Linked DNA regions of Oryzias latipes: region 1 is linked to region 2. The links are chromatin contacts, called in public Hi-C maps. All regions are on one chromosome and are shown on one strand. The core of a region is the stretch at or near the end of the contact, and the rest is flanking DNA. Distances in the headings are between cores, read along the strand shown. Region 1 overlaps LOC101158221 (glutamate receptor 3). Region 2 holds the start of LOC101158221 (glutamate receptor 3).

Region 1 (4,172 bases), core at 910-3,409, 67 kb after region 2:
ATGCTCCTCCCCTGACAGCAGTGGGTCAGTGACAAGCAGCAACAGAAATTCAGGGTTTGAGGAAAACAAAATGCGTGAGGGCCCACAACTCTGCTCTGTGAATAATCAAAGCTGGTAGTTTTGAGTTTGTTTATGCAAGAAACAGCAGAATCAAAGAGCTTGTTCTGTCTTAAGTGCTGTGAAACCTGAGGAGGGTCAGGTTTTTCTTAGTTTTTTCCGACTTTTCTTTTACTTTTTAGATGTCGTTTGTCACAGAACCAGATTAAAAATAATTTACGAAGCTGTGATCACCAAACTTCACGTTTTTGTTGTGTCCCAGCTGGCCTGTCTTCTGATCCTGTTCATTAAATCTGTGGCAGCTTTAGTTCTGTTAGCAGCTTTTTTATCAACATAAAAACTTTCAACTATAGTAAAAAATATGCATCCTTTCTTAAGACTGATTTTTTCCTAAAGACCCCCAGAATTTGAATAACCAGAGCTCTGACAGAAGCCCTCCAAGTTAAACCTTGAGCTGCCATCAAAAATTGATGAAGCTTCAAAGACCCACTCTGATTCACTTTTGAGCTATTTTAGTTATGATTATTCTGTTTTTAGCCAAACTTTTTAAAAACCTGTCCTTTTCTACAGTAGTTGATATGAAATTTGCCTCTGAGTTGTGGGCAGAACTATTGGTGGAGAGCCATTCCTCCTTCCCTTCACCCATCTGTTTACGTGCTCTCCTGCTAGCTTACAGCCCCTCAGCCAAATATGACTGCTGCAACAAAAACAGTGAGCAACATTGGAGCTATCCAGCCATACAGTTTTAAGCCAGATGCCAGCTCAGACGAAGAAAACAAAGACGTACATGGATCCATTTGTTTGCAAGTGGATGTATCAAAATATTCATAAAAAAGCCACAAAAACATGTTAAAAACACCAAAAACCACGTTTTCATCGGAGTGGGTCTTTAAAATAAATGTTTGAGAAAAAGTTGTTTATTAAATTGGTCATCACTAAGGTGTTTCTGTCTTCTCTCTCTTTTCCACAGCGCTCCAAAATAGCTGTTTATGAGAAAATGTGGTCATACATGAAATCCGCCGAACCCTCAGTGTTTGTCAAGACAACACCAGACGGGGTTTCCCGGGTGCGAAAGTCCAAGGGCAAGTTTGCCTTTCTCCTGGAATCCACCATGAACGAGTATATAGAGCAGCGGAAGCCGTGCGACACCATGAAAGTGGGCGGCAACCTGGATTCAAAAGGCTACGGCGTGGCCACGCCCAAAGGCTCTGCATTAGGGTGGGTGGGATAATATAACAATCTCCATGTTGTTATAGTATTCCACCCTCCCTGATGTTTCCTTTTGTCATTCTCTTTTTTTTTTTCTTTTCCTTAATTCATGTTTTTCCAAGTGGGAGAAATGTTCTGTTTGAATTGAATTGAGACATTTTTGTTTGTGTTGTGAGTGCTGATCTGTTTGTGCTGTTCTCTCTGAAGGTCACTGGTATTTTTCTCACACTCAGGATGTTCGTTTGAATGTGGATGTGGACTGTCACCCTCTCCAGCCTTGTTTGTTTCGTTTGTCCTCCCCCCTTCACCCTCCTCTCCTCCTGGTCTCTGTTGTGCCTCTCTGCATTACTGCTTATTTCATTTATTCTTGAATTAATTTGCTAGTTCAGATGCTGCTCTGTCAGTTGTGATAAATGTCAAGCTGCATGCCAGTTTGTACTTATTTCCCATTTAAAGATGACAGAATGTCCCCATCCCGCACACTTCAGTTATGAGCAACCCTCCATGCCACCTTTCAAATACTTAATCTTTTTTTCCTTTTGCTGTAAATTTACTTCTTGCCTTTCCACTCCAGTGAAATTTTGTACCAATTTGTCCCTCCCGTGCTCCCCTAATGAACCATTGATATTTATGACCTATTTCTTACTAATATTCCATATTAGATTTCTCACGGACCTGTTCATTTTCTTACAAGTTATGTTTTATCGTTTCAAGAAATGCTGTTAACCTGGCAGTGTTAAAACTGAATGAGCAAGGCCTCTTGGACAAATTGAAAAACAAATGGTGGTACGACAAGGGAGAGTGCGGCAGCGGGGGAGGTGACTCTAAGGTCAGCCTCGATGTCACCAAAGTCGGGTATCTTAGATCAGAGTAATCGGCAAGGCTGTTGTCACTTTGGAGCCTGAGGCTGACGGCCCCCATCAAGCTACTGATGCACCCGTATGTTTAGCCATTACATTAACACTGTGATCAACTGGGAACCCTTTACTAGGCTAATAGAGGAGATTAAATCATTTAGACAAACTCAAAGTCTTTGATCTAGATGTAGGAAATGCAGCATTTGTGTGGGAATAAATGTTTGGCTTGTGGCTATGAAACACAGGAACTTTTCCACGTTGTTTTTTGTATCCACAGACCAAAAGTGAATTATTTTAGTCGAATAATCCCAAAAAAGTGTGTGCACTCTCTAGTGTCAGACAGGGCAGGCACAGGGAACAGCGTTGTCTTGAGGGGACTAAGCATCGCAGGCAAACGTGAGAACTCTAATGACAGAGTGACCTTTTTATGGGCCAATTTTTTAACCTTTGATTTGTTTATTTTTTTTGTCTGAAAAAATCCTTCTCTCACTGAAATCCAACGTGCAACTGATTAAAAACCTTTGCTTGGTCTCGATTTGAAGCCAGTCAAAGATTCTCCCACCCTGACCTGGTAAACCCCACAGGGACTAAGAAACGACCAGGGGCTCCATTTCCACAAAAGGGTCTGATTTGGATCTTGACTTTTCGGCCACAAGATAACATTTTTAGAAACGATGTATCTTTTGAATTTGATCAGAAGCAGCTGCTGGAAAAGGGCACATTCCAATGTGTTTTATATTAACACAAATGTGTTTAAACCTGCAGAACTGTTAAAGCTTATCCAGGTAAGCAGCTTTGAATACAAATTATTCACTTTTGTTTTTTAGGTTACAGGAGAAGCTCAAAGTAAAACTGTCCTTGATGAACAGCATTTATGCTGCAGCACAATCTCAACCCTGCAAAGCAGCAGGGACACGTGTCTGATCAAGACATCTTTTTGTCACTACCGATCTCCAGCCCCAGACAGCGGGGTGTAGCAACTGTGGATCCATGTCAGACTCTTCTCCCCAGCTCTCATCATGTTCAAAGAATTATAGTGTTCTTTTAGGTTGGAGACCCGAGGTCAGATCTGCTGTTACTGATTCTGGCCTGTCATTTTTTTAGTGAACATGGCACGGATGCTACCAAAGGGGTAGCACAAAAATTCTTCTTCTTCTTCTTCTTGCTGCTGGTTTGCTTTCATCCATTTAGGCCTGGTTAGAGAGAAACAAGCGCATTGAAGCAACATCTTCATGTCTGACTGCCACATTTCTCTGTCCTTATTTCTCTGTCAGAAAGACGCGTGCGGGTAATCCAACAATGAGATGCAAATATGTTGTATGTAACGACCACTGGGGAAATCTGGCTTTCAGAGAAAAACATACAGACGCATAAACAACACAAATTTAGTGGTTTTCATGTTCCTCTGGAATATTTAAGAAAAGCAGCCTCACATTTGTTTTTTAAACAAAGCTGCATGGTTTGCAATATTCTCATTTTTAATCTTGAAGTGTATTTTTTATTTCTTATTTCATGCTGTTTTTTTAACACAACTTTGCAGGCATCCTGAAAGGTAAAGTTATGGTTGAAAAGAAAAATAGGTTTAAGAAATCCTTTATTCTACAGTTGCAATCGTAGTTTTACTTCTTAATTTCTCAAAAGAGGAAGATAACTTACCAAATAGTGGATTTTTTGTCTGATTCTATATGCACAATGCAGTTTGCGGGAGCAGTCCTTATAGGTATTCAATAAAAGTTAGAAGAATTAACTTGAACATGGACAAAAATGACCTTAAATTGAACAATATAAGTCATTTTAATGCTAAAATAGTGCAGACAGTGCGGAACACTTGCAACTTATTAACTTGCTGTAAAACATTCTAACTAAAAGTTAAACAGGTTTTTATCAACTCGTGAAGATATGACTTAGAGAGAAAAACATATAAACCAAAATAAATGAAATTGTTTAAAGATCTACTAATAATTTCTTTAAAATAAGAAAAGGGGTAAAAAGAACTATTTACAGAAATCCTATGTAGTATTCTTGTTGCAGCATGATGTTCAGTTTCAG
Region 2 (4,534 bases), core at 793-3,292:
TGTGTGTGTGCATATGTGCTGGTCTTATAGCAGTTATTTGTCTCTTAGTATATATTTCCTTTTTTGAGCAGAAAATGCAATTTACCCCTCTGTTTAACACCTGATTGCAACTGCTTCCTGAAATTCCACACCGACTTAGATGAGGAACTCTTGAGAAATTGCAAATACAAGTTTTTGGATATATTTTGTTGTTTTGATGTTTCATGAAATGTTTACATAGTTTATTTGCTGTTTGTTTGTTTGTTACTTCACGTTTGTTGTATTGTAAAATTCATTTACAATACAATTGATGATTATCTGGTGTTTTACTACCCTCGTTGCACAGTGTTGCCTTGAAGCAACAAACCAATATCTGGTTGGGGGGTTAGGGGTGATCAATTTTACAATTAGGTAAGGGACCCCAAATACCCAAACATAGGGTGAAATATGTTTTACTCCCATAATTAAAAAGTCATGCTGCAGGGTTATTCAGACGTGTGCTAAGAGCAGTTTTCAAAATAAAAGCAATTCTGTTTAATTGGATTACGTGAGTTTTCTGTGCAGTTTCTTTTTTCATTTTCAGTACCACTAAGCTTACATGTATGCATATTTTTTCACTTTTTCTCTTTAAAAAGAAAAAAGCATCACTTTGACCAATTGTGATGTGTATTATAAGCAAGTAACAAGAAATCAATTATATTTACTGAACATAAAATAAAAGTAAAATAAATCTAAAATCTTGGAAACTTTGTGAAGTCAAATTTATGCTAAAGCAGCTAAAGGAAGCCTTGACGGTATTTGGGTCAGGGTCGACTTTGAACCACACAAACAGACCTCAAGATTAGATTTCAGTCTTTTAACATATTTAAATATGCGTAACATATACTGTGGAGGAAATTTGTATTTGATCCCTTGCTGATTTTGTAAGTTTCCTCACTTAAAAACAAGTCTGTCGTCTTAATGGTAGCTTCACTTGAGGTCAGAGATAGAAAATCACAAACAAAATCAAGAAATCATCTCAAATGAATTTATATAAATTTATTAGCATTTCATTAGGGGAAATAAGTATTTGATCCCTCTTGCCAGAAAGACTTAGTACTTTGTGGTAAAACCCTTATAGCAGCACAGAGGTCAGACGTTTCTTATAGTTGATTATGTAAATAACAGGAGGAATTTTGGTCCACTCTTATTTACAAATGACTTAAGATTTAGCCACTTCATGTCCTTTCTGCTTCTTCTTCAGTTGTTCTTTGGTTGCCTTGCCTGAACATTTTGGGCCATTATCCTGTTAGAAGAACAGATTTAAGCCTCCTAGTGGAGGGAAGAAGGTTTATAGTCCATTCCAATCTTGTGCAGTATGGAAGCGATTCTGTTTGCCTTTTACTTTTATTTATGCTACAGAATCGCTTCCATAGTGCAGATCCACAATCTTCTCCCTTTAATCCAATGAAAGCTCTTTTGTCTTTTTCATGTTGGAGAGCTTGGAGTCTAACTGACTGATTCTGTGGACAGAAGTCTTTTCTACAGTGATTAGTTCAAACAGGCGTCTTCAATTCAGGTGACAGGTTGATTAGGAGAGTGTAAACCAGATGTCAAGTACATATGGAATCAAATAGTTATTTCCCTCAATGAAAATTTGTGTAAATTCTTTAAAGTAGATTTGTTGATTTTCCTTTGTAATATTTTATCTCTCACTTTTCAAAGAAACCATTAAGATGACAGATTGTCAATTTCTTTTTAGGAGGGTAAACCTATAAAATCAGCGAGGGATCACATCCTTTTTTATTACACTACTTCAAAACACGTGAGACAGGTTATAGATTGTTAAAAGGCTTCACATTCTTCATGAATGATTAAAGGTATATACTTGTTTTTCTTCTGCAGAACAAATCCGTGGGACAAATGCAAATCATTCAGTGGGATCCTTGGATTAGATGAAACTGTACTTAGTGCATTGGAGTTTGTGCTCTCCCAAACCTGCAGGGGACAGCGTAGGACAGAACTGGCTCTACAGGAGTGCAAAACCAACTCACCCACACACTCTAGGACAGCAGGAACCGATGCTGGCTGGCTGGCTGGCTGGCTGGACGGATGGACGGATGGACACATCCTCCCAAGCCTTCCATGTGAACTCCAGTCAGAACAACTGACTTCATCCTTGTGATGCTCAGTCACACACACACACATCAACACCCGCCCCCCACCAGCACAGACTGCACCTCCTCAACTCTGCAGTGACGCGCAGAGGAAGAAAGGAGGCTGCAGTTAGACGAACGCCTCCTTTCCTTTCCCCCCCACATTCTGCTCTCTTTCAATTCGCTCTTCCCTCTTTGGTCCATTTCATCAAGAGTAAGAAGATCTCCCCCTCCCTCCCAACTCCCCATCCTCCTTCACCACCATCTTTGAGATAAAACGCTGGCGCTGGGGCTCCGGCAGCAGCAGAGGCAGAGGCTGGCGCTGCGCTGATGCGCTGCAGTTGCGCTGGCACAGATTCAACGTGGGTGCGCGCAGTGAGGGGGAGAGAGAGGGAGAGACGCCGCATCTTGTGGATTTCTTGCCCCGTGTTCATGCTTCTCCTCGCTCTTCCTCAGCCGGATCCACAGAAGGAGTTGATTTCTCGCTGACAAAATGTGGATTCGTATAGTTGCGACAATCTTCGCAGTCTGGAACCTCTCCGGGGACTCGCAGGCAGGCTTTCCCAACCAAATCAACATTGGTAAGTTCAAAGTGAGGCTTTGGATGCATCACATTTCTTTGTTCTTGCCCCTAGTTAAGATGGCTTTTGCTGAGATTGTTGCCAACTTACTTCTGATCAACCATGTGTGGGTGTTTGTGGGCAGTCTGCTTAAAAACACAGTTGATCCTAATTGCCAGTTTCAGGAGCTGCTTTGTCAAGAGGAACACTTTCCAGGAAATGCCTAATAATGCGCAAATTCAATAAACATTACTGCAGTCTCACTGCAAAAATTAGATCTGTATATCTATCAAAAACGAGAAAAAAAACATGTATTTTGTTATGAGCAAATTATAGTGAACATGGAGTAATCAGAGCATCTTCTCTTGTGTGTTTTCTGTGCTGCAGGTGGACTGTTCATGCGCTCCACAGTGCAGGAGCACAGCGCCTTCAGGTTTGCTGTTCAGCTCTACAACACCAACCAAAATGTGACGGAGAAACCCTTTCATCTCAACTACAATGTGGACAACCTGGAGTCCTCCAACAGTTTCTCTGTCACTCATGCCTGTGAGTATCTGCTCCCTCTGCTTTTCAAAACAACAAAATCAAGTTTTTATTATAAAACATTCCCCCAAAATGCATATTGTTACACATATGTTCTTCATGTCAGCCATCAGACCAAAGATTTGACATATATGTTGTTAGTTTTAAATATGTGACTCTAAAAAGGCCATAAAATGAGTGAAACTTTTTCTCAAATGCTAGATGTGCCTCTCCATGACTGACTCTGTACTGTGGCTGCTGTTATATCTAAAGGTGCTTTTCTTTTTTTTTCTTTTTTACATGTTTTGTTTGACACTTTTAAGTTAGAGCTGTGGCTTTTCAGCTCTCTGATGAGTGAGGGTATCATGACACATACCTGTCTGGAAGATTTGCCTCAACTTAGATCCATCAAATTTAGATTATTTTTATGTAGAAAAACATTATCTACCCTAACTTTCGGTCACTTTGGTACATGTAAATGGTTCATTTTTTCCTATACCGTTTTCTGATGATCTGCTGCTCTGCACCGGATCATCGTCCTGTTGCATGTCCCAGTTTTGACCACGCTTCAGATGTGAAACAGATGGCCTCAATTTTCTCTTTACAACACTCTGCTCTGCTCAGGAGGAATTCAAACTTGGTACTTTAGGAGAATCCCAAATTATTACACTTTTTCTGCCATGCCTGATTCTTTTTAGGTGGTGATTTGCTAAAATCCCTGTGGACAGAAATAGATGGATATTGTTACCAAACCGTGTAAATATGATCAAAAATCTATGAGATACTGAGTGGTTTAGTCAAATGAGATTTTTGGCAGACTTATGCTCTGTTTTTATGCTTTTGTGAGGCATAAACCTTTCCAAACAAACCCTTTTTGGTCAGTTTTCCCCATAAATGTCTTTATTTACATCATGTTCAGTGAAACCCATGGAGCTTATAACGTACCTCTTGGGCTTTGTCTTGTTCTCTCAGCATCATACAGTCTGACTCTGGAATGATGTAAAACTGGAAAGATTGTCAGCGGTCTGCTTCCCATGTGCTGTTAGTCTTTCAAACAAAAATAATCAACTTGAATTGTTTGGAAATTATTTTACATCCCTTTTCTGATGTAATGAAAATATGCTCCTACAACCTGACAAACAGAGGTGCATCTCCTGATGATCAGATCATCAACTTCTTCTCCAAGGTGTTGAGTATGTCAATAATTGATTTTTTATGCCAACCAGGTTGATTTTGTATTTTGTTGTCACCTATATCTAAAAAGAGAGTAATTGTTGACCTTATTTGCTTCTTCTGTATCTGCTTTGATGACAGTTTATTCCATTATCTAAGGCTTGC

Evidence for each region. A called contact is a pair of places that touch in the nucleus more often than the background predicts.
Region 1: a Hi-C map of gastrula embryo shows a contact between it and region 2, with 1.4 times the contacts expected there. The contact joins the enhancer-like site here to the promoter of LOC101158221 in region 2. A contact is called at or near these places in 3 of 5 Hi-C or Micro-C datasets (embryo, fibroblasts and gastrula embryo).

The regions. Positions count from the first base shown.
Region 1 is chr14:16,139,877-16,144,048 of ASM223467v1, forward strand. It overlaps LOC101158221 (glutamate receptor 3), which reads left to right. Exons shown (of 15, transcript XR_909990.3): 13 at 1,028-1,275. Among protein-coding and RNA genes, the nearest start is that of LOC110016391, 25 kb to the left of the region's middle. Within about 2 kb of position 2,160, at least 1 of the 8 cell types and tissues checked has an H3K27ac peak or open chromatin away from gene starts, as enhancers often do. A contact at or near this core is called in gastrula embryo, where this site is marked.
Region 2 is chr14:16,072,581-16,077,114 of ASM223467v1, forward strand. LOC101158221 (glutamate receptor 3) reads left to right here and starts at 2,043. Exons shown (of 15, transcript XR_909990.3): 1 at 2,043-2,695; 2 at 3,062-3,220. LOC110016393 (a long non-coding RNA gene) reads right to left here. Exons shown (of 2, transcript XR_002291688.2): 1 at 4,142-4,534; 2 at 3,474-3,914.